Linked DNA regions of Mus musculus: all the other regions are linked to region 5. Evidence: chromatin contacts called from public promoter capture Hi-C and targeted proximity ligation data. All regions are on one chromosome and are shown on one strand. The core of a region is the stretch at or near the end of the contact, and the rest is flanking DNA. Distances in the headings are between cores, read along the strand shown.

Region 1 (2,700 bases), core at 94-2,593, 760 kb before region 5:
GTGAAATAAGCAGACAATGCCTTTAGTAAAGGCACTCACACACTTAAGTGCACACAGTCGCAAATTCATGCTTGCACATGTTCATTGGAAGCAGGCACCAAACAACCACCTTTCATGCTAGCAGATCCAAATCAATGAGGCTCCCTTGAGCTTAGAGAATGGAATGCTGATTAGCAAGTTAATTATGTCAGACAAGGAGTAAGTTATGAATAATAATAATGATAATAATAATAATGAGAGGAGAAGAAGAAGAAGAAGAAGAAGAAGGAGAAGGAGAAGGAGAAGGAGAAGGAGAAGGAGAAGGAGAAGGAGAAGGAGAAGAAGGAGAAGAAGAAGAAGAAGAAGAAGAAGAAGAAGAAGAAGAAGAAGAAGAAGAAGAAGAAGAACCACTACCACAACAACATTACTGTGCCTCTGATACTCTTATTCAAACATCACCCTTTGAAACATTGAAAATGTATTTGATTGTAGTAAGCTATGTTCAATGTAGAAAAATGTCCTGACAGCTATCAAGAGGAAATAGTCCAGATATCAAAGCGGTACTTCCTGTCATTGTGTCTATACGGTGATAACCTATATTAATAATTGCCAAAGGTGAACTTCCTTCCACATAATAAGCTTCAAGGTGTTGTTGTAGTCATGGGTTCCATGAAAAGCTTGCCAATCATTTGGCTTTTTAGAAAATCCAATTAGGTATGAGTTTCTCTTGCCCTCGTGTATTTCACTGAGACACAATATAGCTACAGCCCCGTTTTTCGGTATCACCTCTGCAATTAGGATGTCAGAAAATATGTATCCCATCACTCTCAACTTGAGTCTAGCTAAAACTTATTATTTCAGTCTAACTTGTGTTAAGATACCAAAACAAACAAAGCAAAACAAAAAATAAACCCTAAATATCTTAGGATCACAAGAGATCTTTCCTGACTTAATACTCACAAGGAACACTAAATAGAATTGAAAATAAGTCATGATAACAGGGATAGACAATTAATCGTGGAAAAACAAAAGAAATTTTTAGCCCCTTCGGACTCCTATGTTCAGAATTATGACTTACCTCAGAATATAGGATTCCCATCCCGGTCCTTCCTGGATTCGCACCCTCTCTACAATGCAGTAGTGAATCTTCTAGAGGCGTTTCTAATTAATATTAAATTTCTTCCAGGAAAATAAGGTCCCTGGAAGTCCAAGCTGGTGGCGAGCCCTCTCTTTCCACACCTGGGAATGCCTTTTCAGCAGTCTGTGACAGCAACACACCTTGTAGAGAGACAGGCTATGAAGAGAAGGCATTGGCTTACAGGTAATGATCCCAGCTGTATCACTGTTACAGCCAGGGGAACCGGTTTCTGAGTCATGTACCTCTGCCAGTGGAGGCGGCAGTAAAAAAGGAAGCACAGGTGGGGTGCTGGGAGGAGGAACTTCTTAGGCCAGCAGGAAGAGTTCAAAACAGGACTCTGTACTTACGCAATTTCTGAATTGAAATCCAGCATTCAGTGGCCATCATAGTCAGCCAACTCATTAGTGAGAGTCACGGGATCTAGTTAGGTAAATAATCCTTAAAGTCATGGCTAGCAAGTTACACCTTTCCCCCAGACACTTAAAGGGCCCTGTAAGTTAATAAATTAAACTTAACTTAATAGTTTTTTTAATTATTTTAATTGATGTGTGGTAATTATACACATGTATTCAGTATTATATGATAATTCAAAAAGTATTATATATAATGGTCAAGTGAGAGTAATTAGCATTTCTATATGTTTTAATGTCATTCTTCTGAGAACCTTCAAAGTCCTCTCTCATACTTTTTTTATAAGTAAAAAAGATGCAAAGTAGATCACTCTGAGGTGCTGTGGAGCACCAGGCCTGACTCCTGCTATATCTGTTGTGGTACCTGTGACTCAGCCTCCTCCGCTGCCACTAGCACCTTCTGTGCCTGCAGTCATCGCTACTATAATCTCTTATCGTGGTGCTGTAGGGAACAGCTGAAACCCTGCTCAAAGTTCTTTTGTGTTGTGTGACACTTGTTTTATTCAGACCGTGCCTTGCCCTGACAGATTTCAGTTTACAAGCAACATTTGACTCCATTGTGAGAATGGCGGATGACTGTTCATCTTGCTGGACACAGGAGCAACAGCAGCTGTCTGACATGACCTGAGAGGCCCTAACTGAAAAGTAGTTTACTCCTTAAAGGAGGAAAGGCACATTGGTCGCTGTGAACTGGGATCGCAGAAACACATGGGCATATTATGATCATGATCGGAGGAGTAGGTTGGGGACTTAGCAGACACTCCAAACTGAGGAATGGATGCTACACTCTCACCTGGATGGATGGTGATGCCTCAAAGAGCATCCATCTGACCTCCTGCCCTGTTTATGAAGAGACCAATGGAAACAGAACTCTTGATTGTCCCCAGGACATCACCTTAGCTCACTCCTTATTATTGATGCAGACAACAGCAAATTTCTATCCACTCATCTCCCTATCATTAGTGTGGGCCTACTCCTACCTTTTGCTCTCCCGACTCTGTGGCCTAGGTCCCATGTCTCATCTCTGAAGCTCTACTCCAACCCTATAGCCTATATCTACCACCACCACAGGGTCTTCCTGTATAGACTATCTGATGGCAGTTTTCAAACTTCTAACTCATTGAACAGCCTTTTAAACTATCCATAGTCATTCTGTAAACTACATATACACAT
Region 2 (2,700 bases), core at 12-2,511, 730 kb before region 5:
CTGGAAACCCCCAGCTCATCAACAGTGACAGTGTTCTTAAAATGTTGGCGAGTTGGTACTGCTCCCTCGAAGAAGCAGCTTTTGAGGTCTTCTTACTTAAGAGTTTCAATCACTGTGACAAAGCAGCAAGACAAAAATCAACTTAGGGAGGAAAGGGCTTATTTCACTACCACAGTGCAGTCCATTCTTGAAGGATGTCAAGGCAGAAACTCAAGCAGGATTAGAATCTGGAAGCAGGGCCTGATGTAGAAGCCATCGCGGGGAGTTGGGGGAGAAAGAGAAACCCCCCCTGGCCCCCTAGAGTGCTGCTTACTGACTTGCTCCCCTTGGCTTGCTCGGCTTTCTTACAGCACCTAGGATCACCTGTCGAGGAGTGGCACCACCCACAATGTGCTGGTACCCTCCCACACTAATTACTAATTAAGAAGACGCCCTACAGGCTTGCCTAAGGCCCCCCATATTGTGAAGGCATTTTCTCAAATCAGGTTCTCTCTTCTCAGATGGCTCTATCTTGTGTCAAGTTTCTATAAAACTTGCTAGCACGGATGTCAAATCAGAATGGATTCTTCCAGCTCCCTTCATCCTTTCTCCCCTTCCTCCACACTCTCCACGCTAACAGCATGCCTTCCACTACTACGCAGCTGATTTAAAACTCGCAGATAAATAATTTTACTTGTCTCTGTCTTACTCATGGAAAACATATAAGATGCAGCTTTTGTATACGGGACTGTAGTGAATATGAATCGTTGCGTGCACTGTGTCTGGCTCAGGTCTATGGCCATATTAAAGACACTGCATTATAATGGTGACACTATAGTAATGGTAAGGAGCTAACCGTTTGTATTTTCCTAGTTCAAGAAGGTGGGGAGAGGGGGAGTGTTTCACGGCGGCAGCGCTTAGTCACGGTTAAATCTCAAAATGGGATTCCTACATAAGCTGTAATCCTATAGCTAAACCATTACATTGGCAAATTCAGCTTCATGACAGCTTGCGTGCTCTGCAGTTTTTGGAGTCGCCCAGCCATTTTCCCAGCTTCTAGGCCAAGTTGATAATTCACTGGGCTGTCCAGGTGGTCCAACCTAGGGCAACGAGTATGCAGGTAGACCGGGGGTTAAATCACAAGCAGCCATTTCCATCTGGCCATAGGCCCTCCGCAGGGACCCGCCACCCCAGAGGTTTTTTTGCAGCACGTGGGAAGCTGTGGCTACAGAGGGGGCGGAGGCAGAGGCGGAGGCCGCACCCAGGGGCCGGGGAAGGGGGAGGGGGCGGACCATCGCTGTGACAATTTCATTCCCTACGTTGCTGCGGCAGAGATTCAGAGGCCATTGGCCTGTGCGTTGTTTTGCAAGGGAGCTGGGGCTGTCCCGCCAGACAGAAGAGAGAGTCCAAGCCACGGAAGGCATCAGAGCTCGACCGACCAAGAGCAAAGAGAACCCAGAGGCCCGGACTAGACCAGCCTGGGAGCGACTCACAGCCTGGTGCCACCGTCACCAAGCGCCGGTGCCTTGCGGAGCAGCCGCTGCCGCCCGGGCTGCAGAGGCCACACGGATGCCCGAGCCACGCGGCCCGCGCAGGGACAGTCGTCGCAGTCGTCATCCCACACAAGCTCCGGACGCGCACGACTGCTGGTGAGTGGCCCCACACGTGTGCCCGCTGGCCCCGAGGTGAGTGGTGATGACGAGTGGCTTCCTGTCGCCCTGCGGTCCCCGCCCCCACGCGCCCCTATCCCGCTCTAGGGTTAGCTTCTTCTCGCCCAGGAAGGCGGAGGCTGTGGTTCCTGGTCTCTTGGCCCTGGGGCGGTGACCTGGACCCGGCTGCGCGTGCTTTTCTGGTTCATACTTGGAATGCATCCTTGCAGATGATGTCAGGATTCCAAGAGCCCACCTCACTGGTTTTGCGTGGGGCTCCACGTCGGCTGCGCGGGATGTCAAGGAGGGAGGGGCGAGAAACTGGTAAAAGCACCTTCATACTAGAGGGTAAGGGGAGGAAAGGACTTTCTAGATGTTGCATTGATGCCCTTTAGCCTCGTGAGACATATTCTCTTACTGGAATAACTTGATTGCTCGCTGGAAGCCTCAAGGGAAATGCGCAAAAAGATGCAATGCTATTAAAACATAATTTTCCAGAACTCGTCGAAATAACTGCTGACAGTCTAGAGTCCGAAGTGCTGTGGTTAATTGAAATGTAAAAGAAAAAGAAAAAAAAAATGAAGGAGTAATTCAAGAAACAGAATCTAATTTAGAGGATTGGGGAAAAAAAAATCTCTAGGTTGTGTGAGGGGGAGGGGCCTGTCTGTCTTCCCGAAACGAGTGTTTGGTCACTAGTAAGCCCTAGTGAGCACGCTGCTTTCCAGACATCCTGCTAGCCACGAAAATTAAACGAAGTCTTGAGTTTCAAAAGTGTCTCCAGAAATAAGGTTAATCTGAGCTTCTGTCAAGGTCAATACCGACTCCTGAGAGCAGACAAAAATTAACACTTGAATGTTTGACTTCCGGTTTCAATTTGTAAGTAGTACTTGTTTCCAGACCCGTTTCCATGGGCAGTTTTTTTGTATTTCTGACAGACGCTAATTTGATTTTTATAAATGTACTCTGTAACTAGACTCTGCTGGGCATTGTTTAAGTCCACTGTAAATATGTGTTCATTTTAAACACATTAATGTCTGAGCAGTAGACTGATCGTGCTAGACCAGTGGTTCTC
Region 3 (2,700 bases), core at 116-2,615, 670 kb before region 5:
AACTTTTTGTTGGGCAGGATGGCTTAAGGTTGTGCCTTAGTATATTCAGAAAAATAAGCTACCTGGTTTTTAAAAAAATGCAGGAAAAAATACTGTCAAATTCCGTAAAGATGTATTTCTATTTCATCAAAAATATCCAGGAAAAAATTGTCTTATTAAGCTCTGAAAGGAGCGTTGTCACTGGAGAAGAAGTCTGTGTGTTTCCAGAGGACGCAGCCGCTGTGGTTTGCAACTCTTATCTAACCTGAATGAGCAGCTCGGTTTGAAGCGGGGAGCATTTCCTAATTAGGTAAAACACACTGGGCTCCAGCCTCTGCTTTTGGAACTGCACCGGGGCGGGGAGTTTGGTGCAGCCCAGTGGAGCTCATCTGGTGCCAAAAATGAATTGTTGGGGGGAGGGGGGAGGGGAGGAAAGGACAGTACCCTTCCCAGCTTATGAGTCTCAAATGCAAACCATATTTAGTCATGAATCACAAAACAGGAGGAAAATCTTATCGAGAAAACTCCATTCCCTGATGAAGCTACCGAGCCCTGAGTTACAATGTGGGGTGGCAAGGCTGGTTCCACAGATACTTAAGCGGCTGAGGGACACGTGAGGCAGAGAAATGCAAATCAGATCTCCCCTGGATGAGACACTTCCTCCTTTCTTTGCAGAAAGTAGAAAAGCTATGCTATGCTGCAAATGACCAATGGCATAGGTCTGACTTGTAAGGGCACCAACACACTCACAAGATACACATTTCCAGCATAGGACACCAGCTCTTAGAGCCCCGGAAACCCAGAAGCAATGCGTCCACTCAGCCAACATCAGAGAGCAGGCAACTACCTCAGTTCATTCCTGATATTCACTTCCAGTTACCTCAGCTGCACTAAATACCTCATGCTACATCATGATACATCCAAAAGTTTCCAACTTTTGCCTAAGTAGAAACAAACGTATAATTTACCACATACAGCTAGACTCCACCCCTACAGTACGCTGCGGGATCAGAGCAGTTGGTTTAGTGTAAACAGGTTTTGCAGATGACACACATGAACAAACTTTAATTTTCTATCCATTTCCTTTTCCAGTAAATCAAGCGTTGTTTCCAGTAAATCAGCCCTATTCGGATGTAAAATCATGCAAGCTAAAAAGCTACAATCATTTTAACAGTATAAATCTTTATTCAAAAATTCAAAACACGTGAGTCATTCAGATTCCCACAGACAATGTCTGGCTACATTGGATGATAAAAGAGCCTGGGAAAACTCGAAGTCATATCCCTGGGCTGGGGCTACTTACCCTGACAGCGACTGGCTGGGCTTCTCCACTCTGGGTGGGTGGTGTCCCGGGAGGCTGAACGCTGAAGGGTTATATAGCCCCTTGCTCTGATCCCCTCCCACTCGCTTCCCAAACAAGGAGCAAAGACGGGCTGAAGCTGGCCGTTCACTCTAACACAACCATATAGGGACCTCAGCACAAAACTCTCTAATCTGGGTGGCCAGAGGCCTGGGTCTCTTCCACTGCATTCCTCTGTTCTGCTCCCGAAACAGGAGGCAGCTCAGCTGCTTATGGGGATAAACATCCTAAGCCCTCAGAACAACTGCTCAAATGCCCAGACACTGGGCTAGTGTCATGGGACAGACGCAGGCACGGTTTGCACATTCCTCAGAAGATGCCAGCCCCTGTCTGGCTAGTCTTTTGGGCCATTAGCTGAGGACTTGGATAAGGAAGGGCCTGTCTCTGACTAGCTGCGATTTTTAAGCAACACTGTTGCAAAAGGTAGCCTAGATCAAAAGATGCTTCGAGTCACCCATAAATATGCAGAGGAGTCATGTTTTTATGGAAGCTACATTGTACTTATACATTGTGTCTTTGTGTTGTAGTAATGAAACCAGGAACTGAAGTATGTAGTGAGGATTAACCAGCCTGTGTTGCCCAAAGAGTAACTTAGAAGTCAGAATCACTGTAACTGCTTTAACCCTTAACATTCCGCATGTTGCTGGCTTTTTACTGACCCTTAACAGCATGATTAAGGACCATCCTTTGCCCACAGAGATCACCAGTCACCCTGTCATAAAAAAATAAAAAAAAAAAACTTTGTAAAAGAAATTTGAAATGTTGAAATGAAGCCTGCTCACTCTCCTCCATGACTATGAGCCCACTGGACAGAAACAGAGATCAAGTGACCTCAAGTGACCCTATCATTCTTCAAAGGCATCAGATCGTTGGCTTTGATGGACAGTCAGTGACTTTACATTTCTGTACTTTCCTCCTGCAAGCCAAGGTTCTGATTCCATTCACGATAGAGATATTTTGGATGGATTCTGGGAGTGCTTCTGAACTGTGCACATGTTAGGGAAACCCCAGGGTGAATGGCAGCAGCTGTCCACTCACGCTCCCACGGCTCATGCACTTGTTTTATGGTGTCCACCTGAGCGCATGCATAGTTTTCTTTGAGAAATTACACTGGTGACTCTTAGGAGAATCTAATAGTTGCTAAACAATGATGTGGTTTCTTTGTGTTGCTCAAGAGTTTTCTACTCTGTATCTGGTTTCTATCGACTAAGAAATACATTGTCTGCTCAAATACAGAGATCGCATAGTATAAGACAGAGTAGGACATTTATGATTAATCCAATGGGTCCTTATCATAGGCATCGTGTAAAGCAAAATTCCATGTTTTGCTTTGGTTTTGGTTTTGGTTTTTACTTTAGTCC
Region 4 (2,700 bases), core at 201-2,700, 700 kb before region 5:
CTTTCAAACAGATGAAGTGACTGAGAAGGAGTGAGCACCTTGCCTTTGCAGACAGGACAGCATGGAGCAGCCATTCACTGTGAATTCACTGGTAAGTCATGCCAAGCCACACGTTGTATATGGTTGAAAAGCTCCTAAAGAAGAGTGGGGCAGGCTGTAGAAAGTCTCACTACTACTTTTAAGACACAGAGCACTTGTAGGTTTGTAGCCTTCTGTGTGGCCCTGTCCTTCGAGGACGTGACTACGAGAGCCATCTTTGCAAGGTTTAAAAATAGAGTTTTACAGTTTTGCTCACAAAAGTGGGAAATGTTAACCTGTGAGGCTAGATTCTAGGAGCATAGATCCTCTGGAAAAAATACCAGAGGCGATTTCAGAGGGTATCATCGCGTTTGAGCTCCTTTACAGATAAAAGTTGGACGCTTGCCGTGTGTGGTAACAACTGAGAAAAGTCCTCCATGTTCAGCACTGAGCTGTTGCTTGGGCACGGTCCTTGTGTGTCTGTGTTCTTAAGCTGCTTGTGTTTCTCACTTTTCCGCTACAGCCTGTCAGAACTGACAGCTTTCCTACCCGTATCCCAGAAGAACAGTGTGTTGGAGAGGAAGAATCAGGACTTTTCCCCCCATTAATATGTTTATTTATTCACTTTACTTCCTGGTCACAGCCCTCCCCTCCCTTCTTTCCTCCCAGTCACACCCTCACAAATCCCTCCCTCCATTTTCCCCTCCTCTTCTCGGCAGAGAAGGGGGAGCCTCCCTTGTGTTCTACCCCACCCAGAGATATCAAGGCCCAACCAGGCAGTTCAGCTAGGGGAAGGGAATCTGATGGCAGGTGACAGAATCCAAAACAGTCCCTGCTCCTGTTGTTGGGGAACCCATATGAAGACCAAGGTGCATATCTGCTACAAATGTGTAGGGGAGCCTAGGTCTCTGCATGCTCTTTGGTGGTTCAGTGACTCTGACCCTCCCCCAACCCTCCACCCATGGGCCCATGTTAGTGGACTCTGTAGGTCTACCTGTGGTGACCTACAGGTAGCTCACCTGCTCCTCCTGGCTCACTCAGTCCTATACCCATCCCCACTTCCACACGAGTCTCCAAGCTCCACCTGATGTATGGGTCTCTGGATCTGTTTCCATCCACTGCTGAATGAAACCTCTCAGGAGAAAGTTATGGTTGGCTTCTGTAACAGGACTTTGGGATCATGTCTATTTGCTTGGTAGCCCAGAGAAGTCCCTAAAAGTGAATATAGGTATACTACATAATCTCTTTGGCCCTCATTTATGTATGTCCTCAGCCTATCATGGCGACCTGATAAATGAAAGCTGTTAATTTTTTCATATTGTACAGCTCTCATGCAGTCAGCCAGACTTGCTGCGAGTTCATGAGTGCATCTGTCATGACCAGTAGACCCTCTTTTGCATTTCTTTGATCTCTGACTCTTATCTCTTCCTGCCTCCTCTTCCACTATGGTTCCTGAACCATGGAGGACACGCCATAGACACTTACTCTCTGCACTTTGCCCACTTGGGAGTTTTGTGCATTAACTGCCATCCACTGCACAAATAAACGTCTTTGTTATGGTCTAAGAGCTGCCCAAGTCTATAGGTATTTAAGGGGCAGATTGATGCTCTGTTTAGCAAAATAATAATCGTAAGTCCTATGAACTCCCAACCATTGGTTCTTGGCCACTACCAGGTTTGCATTTCTTTGTGGAGCAGACCTTAAATTCAATGAGAAAAGTAGTTGGTTACGTCCGTAACATTGATGACACTCTTGTACCCACAGGCATGTCTTGCCATCTTGATCATTACTGTAGCTCACAGGGTTCATAACTGGTAACTCTGTTGATGACCTTTCTCCATCGGCAGCCTGAATAGTACCTTACACAGAAAGGAGGAACTTTTTTTCCCCATGTATTATGAACAGAATATATAGTGTCTCCAGCAATAGGGTCTCACTATCAAGTTCCAGTGGGAAATCAAGAACAAAAGCAATAGACTGGGTTGTATAGGACGTCTCCAGGACATCCCAAACAATGGCAGTAGCCTGTAGTGTATAGGAAGTCTCTGGAGTACCCTAGCAGTAGCCTGTGTTATCTAGGAGGTCTCCAGGACACCACTAATCAACAACTTAAGAGAATGTATGATACACTTGGCACTGGGATATTTATCTGACAACTTCTGCCTTCTGGGAAAAGCATTATTCATTGGATAAGATAACTTTCAAACTTCTTGCTAGTTTTCTCTCCTTACCCTGTTCGCTGCTCCTGCTTCCCCCACCCTCTCTCCTCTCTCATTATTCTCCTCCCTTTATACCCCCTGAGCCATACTATCCTCTGCTGCCTTAAGATCTCTTTTTACCCTTTCCATCTATGGCTCCTTTCTTGTTTACTAGCTTCTACGTGCACCTCAAGTTAAATACAAAAATCTAAAGATTTGATGCGAGGATCCATGTATGACTGAGGACATGCCACATTTGTCTTTCTGGGTCTTGGTTATGTCACTCGTTATGTTTCCCAGTCTCGTTCATTTACCTGAAATTTTCATAATTTATTTTTCCAGATGGATAAAATTCTATTCATCATCCACTCATTGACTGGTGGGACCTAGGCTCTTTCTATATCCTAGCTATTGTGAATAGAACAATGAACAAGCAGTGTCCCTGGAGTAGGAAAGAGAGTAGCTTGGGTATATGCCCAAAGTG
Region 5 (2,700 bases), core at 127-2,626:
AAGAAGTCAGAGGCAGGGTAGTGGTAGGAGATATAAATTCTGTATCAAGATCGAAAAACACTAAGGTTGTCAAGCTAGTGTTCCAAAAATCCTTCTAATTAAGTGCAATAGCTGAAAATATGATCACAGAAAAGCTAAGGTAACAAAACTTCTTCAACTGATTTTAAATCCCGGTTCCATTTACTTTTCTTCCCCCCCCCCCCCCGAGACAGGGTTTCTCTGTGTAGTCCTGACTGTCCTGGAACTCACTCTGTAGACCAGGCTGGCCTCGAACTCAGAAATCCGCCTGCCACTGCCTCCCAAGTGCTGGGATTAAAGGCATGTGCCACTATCCGGCTTTTTTGTTTTTTAAAAGATTTATATGAGTACACTGTTGCTGTCCTCAGACACACCAGAAGAGGGCGTTGGATCACTTTACAGATGGTTGTTAACCACCATGTGGTTTGCTGGGAATTGAACTCAGGACCTCTGGAAGAGGTCAGTGTTCTTAACCACTAAGCCATCTCTCCAACCCTCCATTTACGTTTGTGCCCATTACTTATTTAGAATGTATTAAATGGGACGGTAGCAATACCTACTTTAAAGGGTTCTTAGCACCAGTCAGACAATCCATTTTATAAAGGTAGTGCCAGCGGAAGCATAAGGTAAATGCTCAATTTACGTTAGCATTATTTTTATTCAAAGTGAAAGTCTAGCCTCAATAGTAAATTCTCGTCATATGAATGTATTAGTAAATTAGCCCTGCACTCAGAGGGTTACTTTAGGGAAGCGGAGAAGGACACATGGGCACTTACATTTTGGGGCACTGCACAGTGCCTCTCAGCGGTAGCTGATTTATGCTTTCAGAAACATCAAAAAGGGGGTATAAAAAGATGAAGGATATGCTCCTAAAATGTATTTTGAGGAAAACGTGTTTCATCCAAGAGGGCCGTCATCGACAAGAAGAATCACTTAAAGAGGGGAGTTAACTTGGTCCCAGGTCGCAAGTCCTTTCTGCCCCGGGGAATGACAGGACTCTGAGGTGTAATAGGAGGAATAGTTTGCCATTCCTCCGCTCCTGGGGGCATCGCGGGAGGCAGTGCGGAGACAGCGGCCTCAGCAAGGCTCGTCATCATGCGGGTCTAGGACGGAACCTGAGACCTGAGTACCGAACAGGTATCGTTAGGGTCAAACCTAATATGGCCCCGAGAAACTCCCAGCTAGGTAGCCCACGAGCGTTGCTACTGCCCCATCGGTCGCCCGGAGCACCGAGTCCCGCCCCCCAGACTTGAAAGCCTTTTCCGGAGGCGGGGGCGAAACTCGGCCGCGAGCGGGTCCAGCCCCCAGGGCTCGCCGGAAGCCCCGCCCACTCCCAGGGTTCAGCGCGGCGCCGAGCCGCCATTGTTTGAATTTGAAAACCGGGAGGAAGTGGAATTCTGCAGGTGGGGAGGCGTGCAGGGACCAGCGATTGCAGTAAGTGAGGAGCTGACGATTTTGGGGGCTCCGAGGGTGGCTGCTTGCACAGAGGGCACGAAGCTGCGACGCCTCGGCCGTGTCAGCGTTGTCGGGGCTCGTGATGCCCGTAGTCTAGGTGCGGGGCTGCTGAAGGTGGGGCTGAGCTTCAGGGAGTTAAGCGAGTTAAGCCTTGAGGCGGAAGACTTCGGTCTGTCTAGGCCTCGGTTTCCTGGTCCGGTAAAGGAGGTACACTTTAGATTCACAGACACTAGTTTTATTAGACACAAAAAGATTTGCCACGTCTGGTTGCCTGAATTCGGGAGGTGAGCAGTTGTTTTGTCACGTGACAAGATCTCTTTCTAGGTTGAGTCCAGTGGGGGCTTTTTTTAAAAAAAAATGTCACATTACTTTGTGGCTAGAAAAGAAGCATATTTGGGTTTTATGTGTATATAAAGGAAATTGAAGTGAGTCAGTTTTAGTCCAGTACTACTTCCGTTGGTCTGTATTTTGAGCCTGTCGTGAAGAGTAAACAAATTTAGATGATTGTCTTTCTACTTAAATAGGGAATCCCGGTGCTAGGTGCTTTAGACTGTTAAATCTGTTTCTTTGAAAAATTAGGAGAGAGGCGACCTTTTCTCTCTGGTATTGTGCATCTGGTAGATGCTTGCTTTCTTTCTTTCTTTTTATTTTTCGAGACAGGGTTTCTCTGTGTAGCCCTGGCTGTCCAGGAACTCACTCTGTAGACCAGGCTGGCCTCGAACTCTGAAATCCGCCTGCCTCTGCCTCTCAAATGCTAGGATTAAAGGCGTGAGCCACTACTGCCCGGCGTGATAGATTCTTAGAAAAAAATTTTTTTAAAGATTTATTTATTTATTATATGTGTGTACACTGTAGCTGTCTTCAAATACTCCAGAAGAGGGCATCAGATTTTTGTGACAGATGGTTGTGAGCCACCATGTGGTTGCTGGGATTTGAACTCAGGACCTTTGGAGGAGCAGTCGGTGCTCTCAACCGCTGAGCCATCTCACCAGCCCCCTTAGAAAATTTTAAATGTTAATTTTTTGGGGGGTGGAGGGTTAGGTTTATCCTATAGGGATTTGATGTGCAATTCAGATTTAATAGTTCAGTGATGGCATTATTCCATATTCACATTCAACCTTGTGATGTGTCAGTTAGTGATTTTCATTGTCGTCATCATCATTATTATTGGAGATTCTGGCTGTGGTACCTCAGGTACCCAGAGTTGCATCCTACTGGGCTAGGACC

Evidence for each region. Promoter capture Hi-C pulls out the DNA fragments that hold promoters and counts their contacts.
Region 1: a contact with region 5 is called in a promoter capture Hi-C map of liver, with 3 times the contacts expected there. A contact is called at or near these places in 8 of 39 promoter capture datasets (the 3T3-L1 cell line, 3T3-L1-derived adipocytes, the C10 cell line and 3 more).
Region 2: a targeted proximity ligation map of astrocytes shows a contact between it and region 5, with 4 times the contacts expected there. A contact is called at or near these places in 8 of 39 promoter capture datasets (the 3T3-L1 cell line, hippocampal neurons, liver and 3 more), 2 of 484 Hi-C or Micro-C datasets (B cells and CD4 T cells) and 2 of 130 datasets of targeted methods (astrocytes and memory CD8 T cells).
Region 3: a promoter capture Hi-C map of liver shows a contact between it and region 5, with 4 times the contacts expected there. A contact is called at or near these places in 9 of 39 promoter capture datasets (the 3T3-L1 cell line, the C10 cell line, cranial neural crest and 4 more), 4 of 484 Hi-C or Micro-C datasets (cortical neurons, embryonic fibroblasts, gonadal supporting cells and 1 more), 2 of 130 datasets of targeted methods (astrocytes and large pre-B cells) and 1 of 9 other capture datasets (liver).
Region 4: a contact with region 5 is called in a promoter capture Hi-C map of pre-B cells, with 3 times the contacts expected there. A contact is called at or near these places in 5 of 39 promoter capture datasets (cranial neural crest, liver, neutrophils and 1 more) and 3 of 484 Hi-C or Micro-C datasets (the 63-12 cell line, cerebral cortex and pro-B cells).

Annotation. Positions count from the first base shown.
Region 1 is chr19:34,164,698-34,167,397 of GRCm38.p6, forward strand. It overlaps Ankrd22 (ankyrin repeat domain 22), which reads right to left and starts at 1,344. Exons shown (of 6, transcript NM_024204.6): 1 at 1,058-1,344. The coding sequence starts at 1,078.
Region 2 is chr19:34,190,968-34,193,667 of GRCm38.p6, forward strand. It overlaps Stambpl1 (STAM binding protein like 1), which reads left to right and starts at 1,262. Exons shown (of 11, transcript NM_029682.5): 1 at 1,262-1,664.
Region 3 is chr19:34,254,008-34,256,707 of GRCm38.p6, forward strand. Acta2 (actin, alpha 2, smooth muscle, aorta) reads right to left here and starts at 1,366. Exons shown (of 9, transcript NM_007392.3): 1 at 1,283-1,366. Gm31355 (a long non-coding RNA gene) reads right to left here. Exons shown (of 4, transcript XR_386664.1): 4 at 2,629-2,700.
Region 4 is chr19:34,220,176-34,222,875 of GRCm38.p6, forward strand. It overlaps Stambpl1 (STAM binding protein like 1), which reads left to right. Exons shown (of 11, transcript NM_029682.5): 2 at 12-91. The coding sequence starts at 62. Among named protein-coding and RNA genes, the nearest start is that of Stambpl1, 29 kb to the left of the region's middle.
Region 5 is chr19:34,920,982-34,923,681 of GRCm38.p6, forward strand. It overlaps Kif20b (kinesin family member 20B), which reads left to right and starts at 1,377. Exons shown (of 32, transcript NM_001362434.1): 1 at 1,377-1,452.